Regions from separate parts of the Mus musculus genome. Here region 2 is linked to region 1. Evidence: chromatin contacts called from public HiChIP or PLAC-seq data. All regions are on one chromosome and are shown on one strand. The core of a region is the stretch at or near the end of the contact, and the rest is flanking DNA. Distances in the headings are between cores, read along the strand shown.

What was found. HiChIP or PLAC-seq counts read pairs in DNA pulled down with a chosen protein or histone mark.
Region 2: an H3K27ac HiChIP or PLAC-seq map of embryonic fibroblasts shows a contact between it and region 1, with 14 read pairs. The contact joins the enhancer-like site here to the promoter of Rxfp3 in region 1. A contact is called at or near these places in 5 of 39 promoter capture datasets (the 3T3-L1 cell line, hippocampal neurons, liver and 1 more), 1 of 15 datasets of contacts at CTCF or cohesin (the NIH/3T3 cell line), 4 of 484 Hi-C or Micro-C datasets (adipose-derived mesenchymal stem cells, cortical neurons, muscle stem cells and 1 more), 3 of 115 datasets of contacts at active chromatin or transcription factors (embryonic fibroblasts, embryonic stem cells and fibro-adipogenic progenitors) and 3 of 9 other capture datasets (adipose tissue, embryonic stem cells and pancreatic islet).

Annotation. Positions count from the first base shown.
Region 1 is chr15:11,035,954-11,042,151 of GRCm38.p6, forward strand. It overlaps Rxfp3 (relaxin family peptide receptor 3), which reads right to left and starts at 2,015. Exons shown (of 1, transcript NM_178717.3): 1 at 1-2,015. The coding sequence starts at 1,331.
Region 2 is chr15:11,081,266-11,087,045 of GRCm38.p6, forward strand. The region is part of intron 2 of Adamts12 (a disintegrin-like and metallopeptidase (reprolysin type) with thrombospondin type 1 motif, 12); the gene reads left to right. Among named protein-coding and RNA genes, the nearest start is that of Adamts12, 19 kb to the left of the region's middle. Within about 2 kb of position 3,111, at least 80 of the 459 cell types and tissues checked have an H3K27ac peak or open chromatin away from gene starts, as enhancers often do. A contact at or near this core is called in the NIH/3T3 cell line, adipose tissue, adipose-derived mesenchymal stem cells and 3 more, where this site is marked.

The DNA.
Region 1 (6,198 bases), core at 765-3,264:
GCAGCAGCATTAAGCGGCGCCAGGGCCTGCAGCCCGTGATCTTCAGGTTCTGGCTTGGTGGTGGCGGTGAAAGGGCGCATGTTGGTGAGCGAAGGCGAGGCTATCCGCCACAGCAGGTTCTTGAGCGCCTTGCGGAACTCGCGGCGCACTAAGCAGTAGAGGATCGGGTTGAGGCAGCTGTTGGAGTGCGCCAGGCACACGCTGACTGGGAACGCGTACACTTGGCACTGAAAGTACTCCTGGCTGAAGGGCACGGCGTTGAACTTGATGAGGATGCTCCAGGTGGTAAGCGCCTGGTTGGGCAGCCAACACAGGAAGAAGGAGAGGACGACGATGGTCACCGACTTGGTGACCTTGGAGCGTCTCCTAGCGCTGGCTGTACTCAGGCCTCCCCCAGGCGCTGCTGCTGCTCCTACTGCATCTGTTGTCCCAACTACGCGACGGTCGGAGATGAAGCGCACAAGCAACAGGTAACACAGACTGATGATGCTCAGCGGCAGCAGGAAGCCCAGCAGCACCTTCTGCAGGTGGTACAAACCCAGCCAGAACTGCCTGTCCCAGCCCAGTAGCTTGTCTGGAAAGTGCATGAGGCAGAGCTCCTCACCCAACACCCTGATGGTGGTGGAAAAAATGGCATTGGGCAGCGAGGCCAGCGCAGCCGAAGCCCAGATCAACCCACACAGCACCTTGGCTGAAAAACAGCAGCTCTCCCTCAAGCTCTGGCCGCAGCAGTCGCCACGGCCACGCCCTCGGGTCCGATGGCTCTTGAGAGCCGAGGCCACCGAGTGGTAGCGCGCCACGCTCATAGCAGTGAGGAAGAAGACGCTGGCGTACATGTTCATGGATGTCACCATGGACACGATCTTACACATGGCCTTGCCGAAGGGCCACTTGAAGTCTAGTGCGTTCTCCACAGCCCAAAAGGGCAGAGTGAGCACGAACTGAAAGTCAGTCAGTGCCAGGTTAGTGACAAAGAGGTTGATGGAGGATTTGCGCCAGCCTTGCTTGCTCTTCATCAGGTAGAGAACCAGCAGGTTGCCGGCCAGTCCCAGGGCACAAACCACCCAGTAAACCGCGCTGATGAGGATCCGTACCCTGGCCTCAGTGTCTGTGCTCTCTGCCCCGCCGCCACCCGGAGGATGCCCAGGCGCCGCACCGTCTGGCAACTCTAGCCCCAGCTCCCACCACAGATCCTGAAGCTGCAGCGACGCATTGCCGCTGGCGTTGGCCACTTCCAGCAAGTCTGGGGTCAGAGCGAAGAATTCTGAGAGCTCATCACCCGCAGCTGCTTTCCTCACGGTGGCCGCGGGGGTTGCAGAAGCCACCTGCATGCTCAGGTGCGCCTTAGTCACGTTCTGCAAGCCGACTACCGAGAGTCAGCGCTTGCTCCGGGTGTGGTACCCAGGCGGGCGCGCAAAGCAGGTGCCTGAGCTTTCTATGTAGACGCTCAAAAGGGCTCCTGGAAACTGGATGCTGAGCCGCGTTGGCGCCCAGAACCGCCTTGGGCGCAGGGGTTGGCTGCACTCAGCATCAGTTCTTGGTGGGTTTAGAAGAGAGGATAGTTCTAGGCAAGTGGCTGGGGATCAAGGTTCCTCCTGGTGAGAACTGAGTCTCCAGCTACCTACTCTAAGACTGAGTCATACCCCTCTGCTTTCCTGCTGTCACTTAGATGCAGTCCCCTACTCAGGAGCACGGCTCTCCCAGTACCTTTGTTGGCTTCTGAGGTTGCCCGGAGGAGTTTCTCTCCTTCTAGAGGAAAACAGATCGTGGACATCTGTGTCTCGCTCTGACTGCCTGAAGGCTGATTCACGCCATCACTTCCTGGAGCTCCGTTGGTGTTTTCTGTGTGTCCGATATTGTCAACCCCCAGTGAGTTGCCAGCGTTTGATGAGTTACATTGGCACCCACCTCTGCTGAGAGCCCCGAAGAGCTTGCATAATCTCCGTGCGAGAAGATGGGGGTGCTTTCCGAAGTGCTGAACCCCGCGCGCCACGCAGGGAGAGGCAGAGTCTACTGGCAACTAACTCCCCTTTGTTCCAAGTTGCAGAAGGAGTGGTCTTAGTCTTTTATTTTCTCGGTGTCTGGAGTGAGTCTGAGTCTGCTTTCTTCCTTTCTTATTTTTATTAGGACGAGGTTTTTTTTTCTCCTTTCTCCCCACCTTAACACAATAGTTTGTTTCTCCCACTTACACAATAGTAACACCCTTTGTTCTTTAAATCAAATAACCAATCTTTTCCTAGTACTCAAACTGAAGCCCCATCTCCCCTCTAATTAGCTGAACACTTACCTGGTGTCAGATTGGCAGAATTCTAAGGGTTGATGTTTGCCTGGAATTGAGTATATTTTAAGAACTGAAGCTACAGGGGGCCGTGGGGAGGGGGAGACGTGTTACGTCTCAACTTTGCAGTTTATTTAGATGCCAGGTTAGTTGCTCTTAGAAGGACTTAAGGAAGCTGAAGTGTTTTCTTGACAGAAGAACTAACCTGAAAAACAAGTATGCTAAGCATGCAGTAATTGCCCTCACTTCTGGGATAATACTTGACTTTACTAACAGTAATTGGGGATATACGGACAGATGGAGCGAAAGAGATAAAGACTTGTAATCAGTCAAAGGAACAATAAAAGAGAAAAGAGGTCCTCGGCAACCTTAAACAGTCTTAATTCCAAAGTGGACTTTAAAAGGGCACTTCGCTGCAGACGCTGCATTTCTCGATTTTACCAATAGAGGTCGCAAGAGCTTCAGTAAAAAAAAAAATCAACTGGCCTTCGATCAGTTTTAATATGTTGAAGTTCTCTGCCCTGGTAATTCTGTGCTTCTGTGGACCCCTCCTTGCATCCTGGCTTTATAGCCTCGCCTTCAAGCGCACGTTCTCACTTTAAAAAAGCGTTTTCTTCCTCTGCCAATTTCTTTCTTTTTTATTGTATTTCAAGGGCTACTGAAAACCAAGGAAACCTGTGGTGATACGGAAAGTCCTATGCAGTAAAGGTCTTAGTCTGCTCACTCATCTAACAAATACTTACTTAGCCTCGCTTTGTTAGGTGTTATTCCATGACTAGAAGACTTTATGGTAAGTACAATCTGTAGAGTTCACACTCAGATGGGTGATACAAATAGTTAAGAGTTGTGTGATTGTAATATAAGTAGAAAAACAAAGCAAAATGAATCATAAACCATGTCTAATGAAGTTTGAACTTCCTGAGACTGTCAGGAGGCAGACACTGAGACAGACACTGAGCATAGGGGCTGCTGATATTATTAAGAAGAGAGTCCTATTGACTTCTGGCCACTAAAGAAATGAAGCCAAGGGGATTAGATAGAGCTCAGAAATACTGACGAGTGCTCTGCTCTTTGGAGGTCTGTGGTATAGGCTGAGAGATTCACTTAGCTAACTGCCAAAGCAAAAGAATGAAGTCATGAGTTTGGCCCTCTGGGGTCTTTGGTGTGTGTCTCTCATCTGAGAAGTCATTTTAGTCTAAAGTATAATTTCCAGGTTTTGGAAACATTGACATTCTGACTCAGGTGACCATCACTCTTGACCTGTCTCCACTAGATATTAGTAACGGTTTTCTCTCCTGCCGTGTATTCCAAAATGTCTCTGTAAATGGCAAGGTGTTGCCTGTAGCAAACACTCCCCTTTCTTGTATTTTTAAGAATCTATGATCTAAAGGCAGTGTCAGGGGAGCGGTGCACTGGAGGATGTGGGAAATCCTTTGTGGTCTCATTCCCATTTCTAGGAAAATAATCCAAAAGGCATTGCCTTTAGGCAGGAGTTAAAAGTATGTGTACAGAAGTGGCATAGTATACTGTCTTAGGCTAGGTGCACGCCCCTCTCATCATTGATGCAGTGCATCTTCCCAACTACAGAGCCTTGACCCTCCTCGATGCTCCTCAGTTAAACTACAGTGGAGCTGATGATACTGCTAAGAGCATTATGTCTGATTGTTGCTCAAAGGGGGAGATTTTCCTAGGGAGTCAGAAGCTAAGACTCCTGGCCTCCATCTGTAGTGAGGTAAGTTGATCTCCTGGTTCTGAATTCTGCCTCCATCATGTGCTGAGGGATGTTTCAGGTCACCCAGGGGCTGTAACCGTAGCTATGGGATACCCTGCTGCTAGTGTTACACAGGCATCTTAGAGTGAGGAGGGTCCCAAAGGCCAGTAAGTGTTTGTATCTTTACAGCCTGATTCTTACACACCTCCCAGTGATGCTCCAGATGACACTCCTCAAACGGGCACTCCAAGTCTTAGAGGTTGTGCAGAGGTCTAAGGCTCTCAGGCTTAGGAATGAGTAAGCTTGGGGCTGACCCTGAGCCGTCAGATAACAAGTCCATTCCACAGTCACGTGATCTGTCTAGCCTCACGAGCCCTGTGTAAGGAAGTAACTGGCACTCCAGAATAGCCTGAGATAGTTGCTGGCCATGCAACATCAAAATTACTGGGGTGGGGGGGAGCTTGTTCGAATTCATTTTCCAGACTTTTTTCACATCCCACACCATCTTCAGAGATTCTGGTTCTCAAAAGGGTTGAAAAGGAGCCTGGAGATCTACAATTAGAACATTCTGCCAGGAGACTCTAATTTTTTTTTCTAAGTTTGAGCCTCTGTACTAATTTCCATGTAAACTCTAAACCTCTAGGTAAATAATTTTGAATTCTTGGGAACAATGGCCTCCAGTGATACTTCACTATACACGTGACTTGAGTAACGATACAGGGGCCATGGAGAAGATTGGCTGCTTTCTCCTACAGTTCAAATCCTTGTTGATCTGAAGGGGCACTGCTGCAGAGGTGCTGGGAGCACTAGCTCTCTCAGGATTCAGCCTGAACCCTCAGGAATGGCTGCTCGTCAGTGGCCCTCTCACTGAATGTTGTCAAAGCACCGGCCAGCACAGCTAGAAAGATCTTCATTGCTTAGTCTACTCTTCCAAGTGCATCCCAGATAATGTGTAAGATTTTTTTTTTTTGACTAAGTGTATGACGAAAGGGCAAATTCCCTTTCCACATAAACTCATTGTCAGAGAAAACGAGACTCTGGACCATTTATCTGCAAAGCGCTGACCCCGTTTTGCTCCGATGGTGTATGCATACAAACATGAGGGAGAAAAGCCTGTCAGGGTGACATAAGCCATCAGGTGTGCTGTTAAAAATGACACCACATCATGTCGTTGATTGCCTTATGGATCCCTCCTGGAGAGTTGAACCATATGTAATTTGTTGATATTGTTCAAGAATATAAACGTTGTGGAAAAAGGAGAAGAAAGGGTGCCCCTTTTCAGCAGCTTGATTTTAAGTCAGCCATGGTGCACTCCAACTTCCCATCCATTACTTGGACTGTCAAGGTTTATCACTGTGGGAGTTCAGATATCAAACTGTGTTTCTTGGCTGGCACTGCCATTGTTAAAGATGTCCTTGCAAATGTTTCCTCTCTTTGTCCACGTCAGATATTTTCGGTCTTACTCATACTTCAAGCTTAGGCAAAAATGCTACCATTTTGAGAAAGGTTGCCTAATTCTCTGAAAAAAAGAGGCACCCTTCCCACCTCCTCAGTGCTTCTTTTCAGGCACACACTCCACACAACAGATTCTGTAGCTTTTTCTCTGTATTTTTTTTTCCTGCTGGGAAGGTGTGTGTTATGATCACCCTTGAAGCTCATAACCACACAACATGTTTTTTATAAAAGAAAGATTTAACATTAATGATTTAAACCTCCAAGTTAAGATACTGGGGGGAAAAGAATCAATAAATTACCTCCAGGAGGTAGAACCAGAAATGTGCATGCAGAGCCTCGGTAGGATTAGACATTGACTTTCTTGCTACTAGGTCATAGAGAGATAGGTAGAAAGGTCTCAAGAGAGGGTCGGAGTGTCTGGGGACAGGGCTACTTGGGATCCTGAGAAAGAGGCTAACTAATAGGAATATAGATAAATATACATACAGATATGCACATGCACACACACACACACACACACACACACACACACACACACACACACACTTCAAGTTTGTATGTGCCGCCTGAGCACACAGGGTCAGTTCAACACAAATGTGGACCATCACGGTGTTGTGCATTCTCTGGTCAATACAACATGGCCACCTTTGAGCTACAGGAATAGTGACTCCGTAGTCATTCACCCCACGTCGAAGCAACTCCTCTCCCTTTCTTTGTCTGCCACACGCTCTCTTTGCTCAGGCAGGCCTTCCTT
Region 2 (5,780 bases), core at 1,861-4,360, 46 kb after region 1:
AAAAGTTTCTAGTGAAGTTTCTGTTGCTAGTGCTTTCTTCCATTCTCATCAAACCTGATGCCTCTCTGCTTCATTTCATAGTTAGTTATTGTTAATTGAAATGTGTTTTCTCTTTGTGTAAAAATGCTGTAACATTATGATTTCCCTCCAGCTGTGAGTCTCAGTGTCTTTTGCTTCTTACCATACACTTAGCTGCAGAAGTCCCCCAAGTGTTCCTGTGATACTCTTGTTCTCTAGTCCTACTCTCAGATGTCACCTGTCATCTATGTATGCATTGTATTTGTCATCTAGTGATCACACCTATCCCAAATCTGTTTTTATATAGATGTATGCATACCTTTGAAGTTCAGCAACCAGCCCTGACACTTCCTCAGAACCTTGCTGTATAGAAACTTACTAGGGACCCTAAATCCCACATACTCTAACCTATAGTTAATCTTCACTCTTTCAGTTTTCTCATCCCTGTACTTGTCACCTCCACCCTTCAGTAGGCCAGCCTCGAGCCCCTGGGGACATCTTATCATTGACTCCTCTTTTCTCTCACATTCTACATCTTTTCTTGCCAGCGAACCCTGTCAACTTTGTCTTAAAACACATTCAGAATCTAAATTTTTGTCACCAGCTCAGCTAACACGTCAGCTCCCTTATTCTCAAAGGGGATAGTTTGGCACTCCAGGGGATGTCTGGTGATATCTGGAGAATTGGTTTTGATTGCCATAACTGGAAAGGAGGGAATGGCATGTCTACTGTTTGGTGAGAAGAGACCGAGGATGTTGCCTTCTTTACAGAATATCAGGTGCCCAAGATGTCAGGAGTCTGAGGGTGAGAAGCCTTCCTGGTCCTAGTTATCACCTTCTCTCATCTGGACCCAACTCTGACATTGCCAGTGCTGTCCTTGACTCTCCTCCCAATTCTTTGCATGCCATTTCCCTTGGTGGTCAGCCTTGTCTTTCACATGCAGCAGTACTAGCTCAATTAAAGTCTTCTGCTGGCCAAAGAAAGTGAAATCGTACTCCCTGTTCAGAGTTCCAGGTGCTCTCTGGCCTGGCACTGCCCATTGCCAGCCTTCTGTCTGATATACTTTCCTTCTGAACAATGCCCTTTCCCTGCTTCTCAAATGTACCAAGCGCACTCCAGCCTCAGCCTCCTGGCCTTTGGGTATGCTCGTCTCTTGACCTAGAGCACTGTGCTGATTTCTATTATTTCTATTTAGTTACTTTCCTTATCCTTATGCCTTCAGCTTAAAGTCTTTTTTCCACATCCAGACTGCAGTGAACTTCTCCAGTATTCACTTACGCTAAGTATTTCACTTTAAAGAGAAACTTTTTTTTATTTCTTTACAAATTTATTATTTGTTTATTTAGGCGCGCACGCGCGCGCGCGCGCGCGCGTGTGTGTGTGTGTGTGTGTGTGTGTGTGTGTGTGTGTGTGCAGGCACATTCGTACCGTGGTATTCTTGAAGGTGAGAGGACAACTCTTAAGAATTTGTTCTCTCTGTTCTTTTCTACCTCCTCGTAGGATCTGGACACTAAATTCAGGTTATCCTAAGACTATGTGTATCAAACCATTGCCCTGGCTCTGAAAACCCTGATATTTTGTTTCATTTCACTTCACTGACTCCTTTACCTTGTCATGTTCACATGTATCTAAATATGTTCCATGATACAGTAGTAATACAGTAATATGAATACATTCAGTAATTTATGGTTGAATGGATGAGCCTTTATATGGCAGACCTTCAGAGGTGTAGTTTCAACATCAGATTACATTTCCTTGTCTTCCTAAACTGTGGCTCGGTGCACTACCACAGTGCAGCTGGTCCCTTTGCTACATCCAGTAGCCATGGTAACGCCAGGCTGTTGCTGCTGCTCTGTGGCCCTTTTCAGCTCATGGCTTTAAGTGCACAGTGCATTTATTCCACTGTGATTGATGATGATGGCGATGACTCAAGAAGGGGATAGTTATCAATCACCTTTACAGTTCTGAGACCAGTCCAGCCATTGCCTTCAAAGAACTGCAGAGTCCCAACTCTAAGCGTCAGGAAGAAGTTTAAAGAGGTTTTCATAGGGGTAGAAGGAAAACACAGTACCACATGTACCTACCGCGTACTCATCTTGCCTGCGGTCAGAGGCCATTGGTCTTGCTAAGATTATATGACCCAGTACAGGGGAATGCCAGGGCCAGGAAGTGGGAGTGGGTGGGTTGGGGAGCAGGGCAGGGGGAGGGTAGAGGGGATTTTCGGGATAGCATTTGAAATGTAAATGAAGAAAATATCTAATTAAAAAAACTCATTTATTAATAGATGAACCTTTTAAATTGGCCTCTACCTCCTTCACTCCAGTGATTTCTTGTAGTTTTCAACCATGAATTGTTGCTGTCACACTCTCTGAGCTCAGCTTTGTGGTTCTGAGATGATAATCACCTGAACACAGAACAATCCATCATCGGCATGCTTTCCAAAGCCTGAATCATTTATTTTCACATAATAGTGGAAGGAGGAAGAAGTGGAGGAAGAGGAGGAGGAGGAGGAGATGTGCGTATGTGTATTGTGTAGTATGTGTATGTGCAGTGTGTGTATGTGTAATGTATGTGTATGGTGTGTGTATTGCGTGTGTATGTAGTGTGTGTAGTATGTGTGTTTGTGTAGTGTGGATTATGTGTAGTGTTATGTATGTATAGTGTGTGCATGTGTATGTATAAAGCATGTGTGTAGTATGTGTGTCTGTGTAGTGTGTATTATGTGTAGTGTGTATATATGTGTTGTGTGTATGTATGTGTAGTGTATGTGTGTATGTAGTGTGTGTTTGTGTAGTATGTATTATGTGTAGTTTGTATGCATGCATGTATAGTGTGTATGTATGAGTAGTGTGTGTGTGTATGTGTGTGTATTAAATCATATAGACTGTTTCCAATGTGCTGAAAAAGAAAACACTCACTAGTTCCCCTCTCCAATAACTCACTTTATTCAAGATAAAGAGTGAATCTATTTTCTGAAATGTTGGGCTCTTTATTTTTGATCCTAAGTAAGTAACGACTTGGAGCAGCTATATAAAGGCTCGTATTGTTTAAGTTTATAGAAAAAAATCACTGTGGATCGTCCAAGCAGCTGAGGAAGTGACACATCCCTGCTGAAATTCATACTCAGGAATCACTTAGGAAGGCAGCCTTTGTTCCCGTCTGCCAGGTCGCTGCTGCTAAAGAGTGTCGTTTCTGTCATGGAAACAAATGAAATGTGTGCTTTGAAAAGAAATTTAGCTCTCCTTTCCATATGATCCAGGAGGCCATGGAGCTGTGGAATAGTCTAGCAGGTTCTAAGGAACAAGCTTTCAATTAGTGAGGCCAATGCTGCTACATTTTGAACACTTTAAACTTGTTAGATCCTAACTTCCCCCAAGGCAAGCATTAAGCATTCTCTTGCTGTGTTAATGCTGAGTGAGGATTCGTGGCATTTAAATACTGGGGTCCTGTGTTGGATAGTGTAGCTAGAGGAGTGATGTTTGAGACTATGAACACCCTCAAAGGCAGTCCAGTTCGGGCCAGTTGTAAAACCCCCACTGGCTCCTTTACCACACACAGAAAGAATGTGGTAATATTTCTGAGTTCTTGTTCTGGAACTCCAGATGAGGACAGATGAAGCTGAGGAGTGTGGGAAACTCACCCCTCCAGGCTTCTTGCTTGGCTCCTGAACACAAATGTGGGGGTTCATATTTTAATCTCGTCTGATACCTGAACACAAATGTGGGGGGGGGTTCATATTTTTAAAAACTCATCTGAGTAGTGGTTGCCTGAGTGTCAGAGGTCATTATATCTTCCCAGGGGAAGGGGAACAAATGGCTCTGTTTATCCCCTGCCTCTGCTTCTGGCTGAGGAATGTCCCCTGACTTCTGACCTTTGGGGTTGTCTGTTCAAGCCCATGCTTACTCAGACATGAGACATTAGACTGAGCGTCTGGCTGGTGGAAATTCCTAGCTTCACTGTGGGTGCTTTGTGGGGCAGGCTCCTAAACACAGTGAGCCCCACCTCTCTTTCTTGTTTGTTACTTTTTCATTCATCCTTTCACCTTGTAGGTTCCTACCATGATGGACTGGCAGTGGGAGGGAGAGACCCACAATACCAGGAAATGGAGAGGGGGCATTGTTTTCTCCTCTGCCTGGGTCCTGGCATCTGCAGGAAGAATTGAGAAAGAGCCTTTGTTAATATGGGACATAGGAGGCCAGATACCCTATTATGGGGCTAACAACCTTGTTTAAATGTTTATACAGATTTATCATACAGCCGGACATGACTCCCTTCTCGTGGACGCCTCTGCTCCAGAGTCTATCATAGCTGTTTTCTTCCCAGAAACTGAAGACTGGGAGCCCAGAGTGTCCTCTAAATATTCTTGCCTTATTATCTCCATTCTTTTTGCCACCATGTGAATCATGGGTTCCGGGAGCTTAAATCTTAGGAAAAGCTAGTTCCTTCTCCTCTGACTGACATTTATTAGTCGGGATTTGGGAAAATGGACAAGCAAGAGGATTGAGCTTTAAGTTCTATGTAATTTATACTAAAAAGTTGTAGTTACTTGTGGGAGGTCATCTTTTAGTGGCCACAGGAGTAGTTATTTTTGATCAGACAACCTATATGAAATAAGTCCCATGGATTTGGAAGTCAGGAACAGAGCTCAGGACTTAGCTAGATTTTATACTAATGCCGTTACCCCATACAAAAGCCTCTGTGGCGTTTGTTACTTTAGGTGAACCAGGTCCTTGTGGCCCATGGATTAGACAGATGGGCATCTCATGGGAGCTTGTGAGAAATGCACATTCTATGGTTGTATCTACCTTCTGACTCAGACTTACACTTTAACAAGATCCCAGGTGATTTCTATAAGGATGCAAGAATCACTGACCCACTGACCCACTGACCCAGAGGTACCAATGCTATTTTATTTTACCTTTCTGTTCATTGCATCTTATTGGCGAATTATATTTCTGAAAGTTTGGCGATCCTTATGCACTGTAGTGGATTCATGGGTTAGTTCATTGACAATTCAATACTGAGTGGACTTTTAGGAAGTAGGACCTAGCTACACAAAGCAGGTTACTCTCTAGAAGTGTGCTTCAAAGGATGTATGTGGTATCCTCTCTCTCTCTCTGTTGACTGGTTATCACTACCCACGAAACCTCTACCATCTTATGCTTCTACCATGCTATTGCACTTTGCCTAGGACCCAAGGCAGTGGGGGAGGCTGACCATGAGCTGAAACCATTAGCTAAATCGATGGGTCCTTCCTCCAAATGGATTGTCTCAGGTATTTTCTCAGGGTGAGGGAAAGCAAAGCCTTCGGCCCATGAATGAATCTTTGAGGTATATTTAGAATCTAAGTCACACCAGAAGAATCTTAGTGATTCAGTGTGATCTAAAGAGTCAGGGGACTGGGGAGCTGTTCTAGTTGGTAAAGTACTTGGTATAGACGCATGATGACTGGAGTTTGCATCCCTAGCATCCATGTAAAGAATAGGGATGGGGTGGTATGCCCTTTAATTCTGGCATTGGAAAGACAGAGAGAAGATGACCCTAGAGCCTGGGTGGCTAGAGAATCTAGCTGGATTGGAAAACCACAGGCCCAACAGAAGACTTAATCTCAGAAAAATAAATTAGACATTGAAAGATGAAGGTATCAAACCTCTGACCTATACATGCATGTGCATGCACTTATACACGAGTGTACACATACACATGAACATGATGTACTCATGTGTAATATATGTGCAGACTGAGAAGATATAAAGGACATT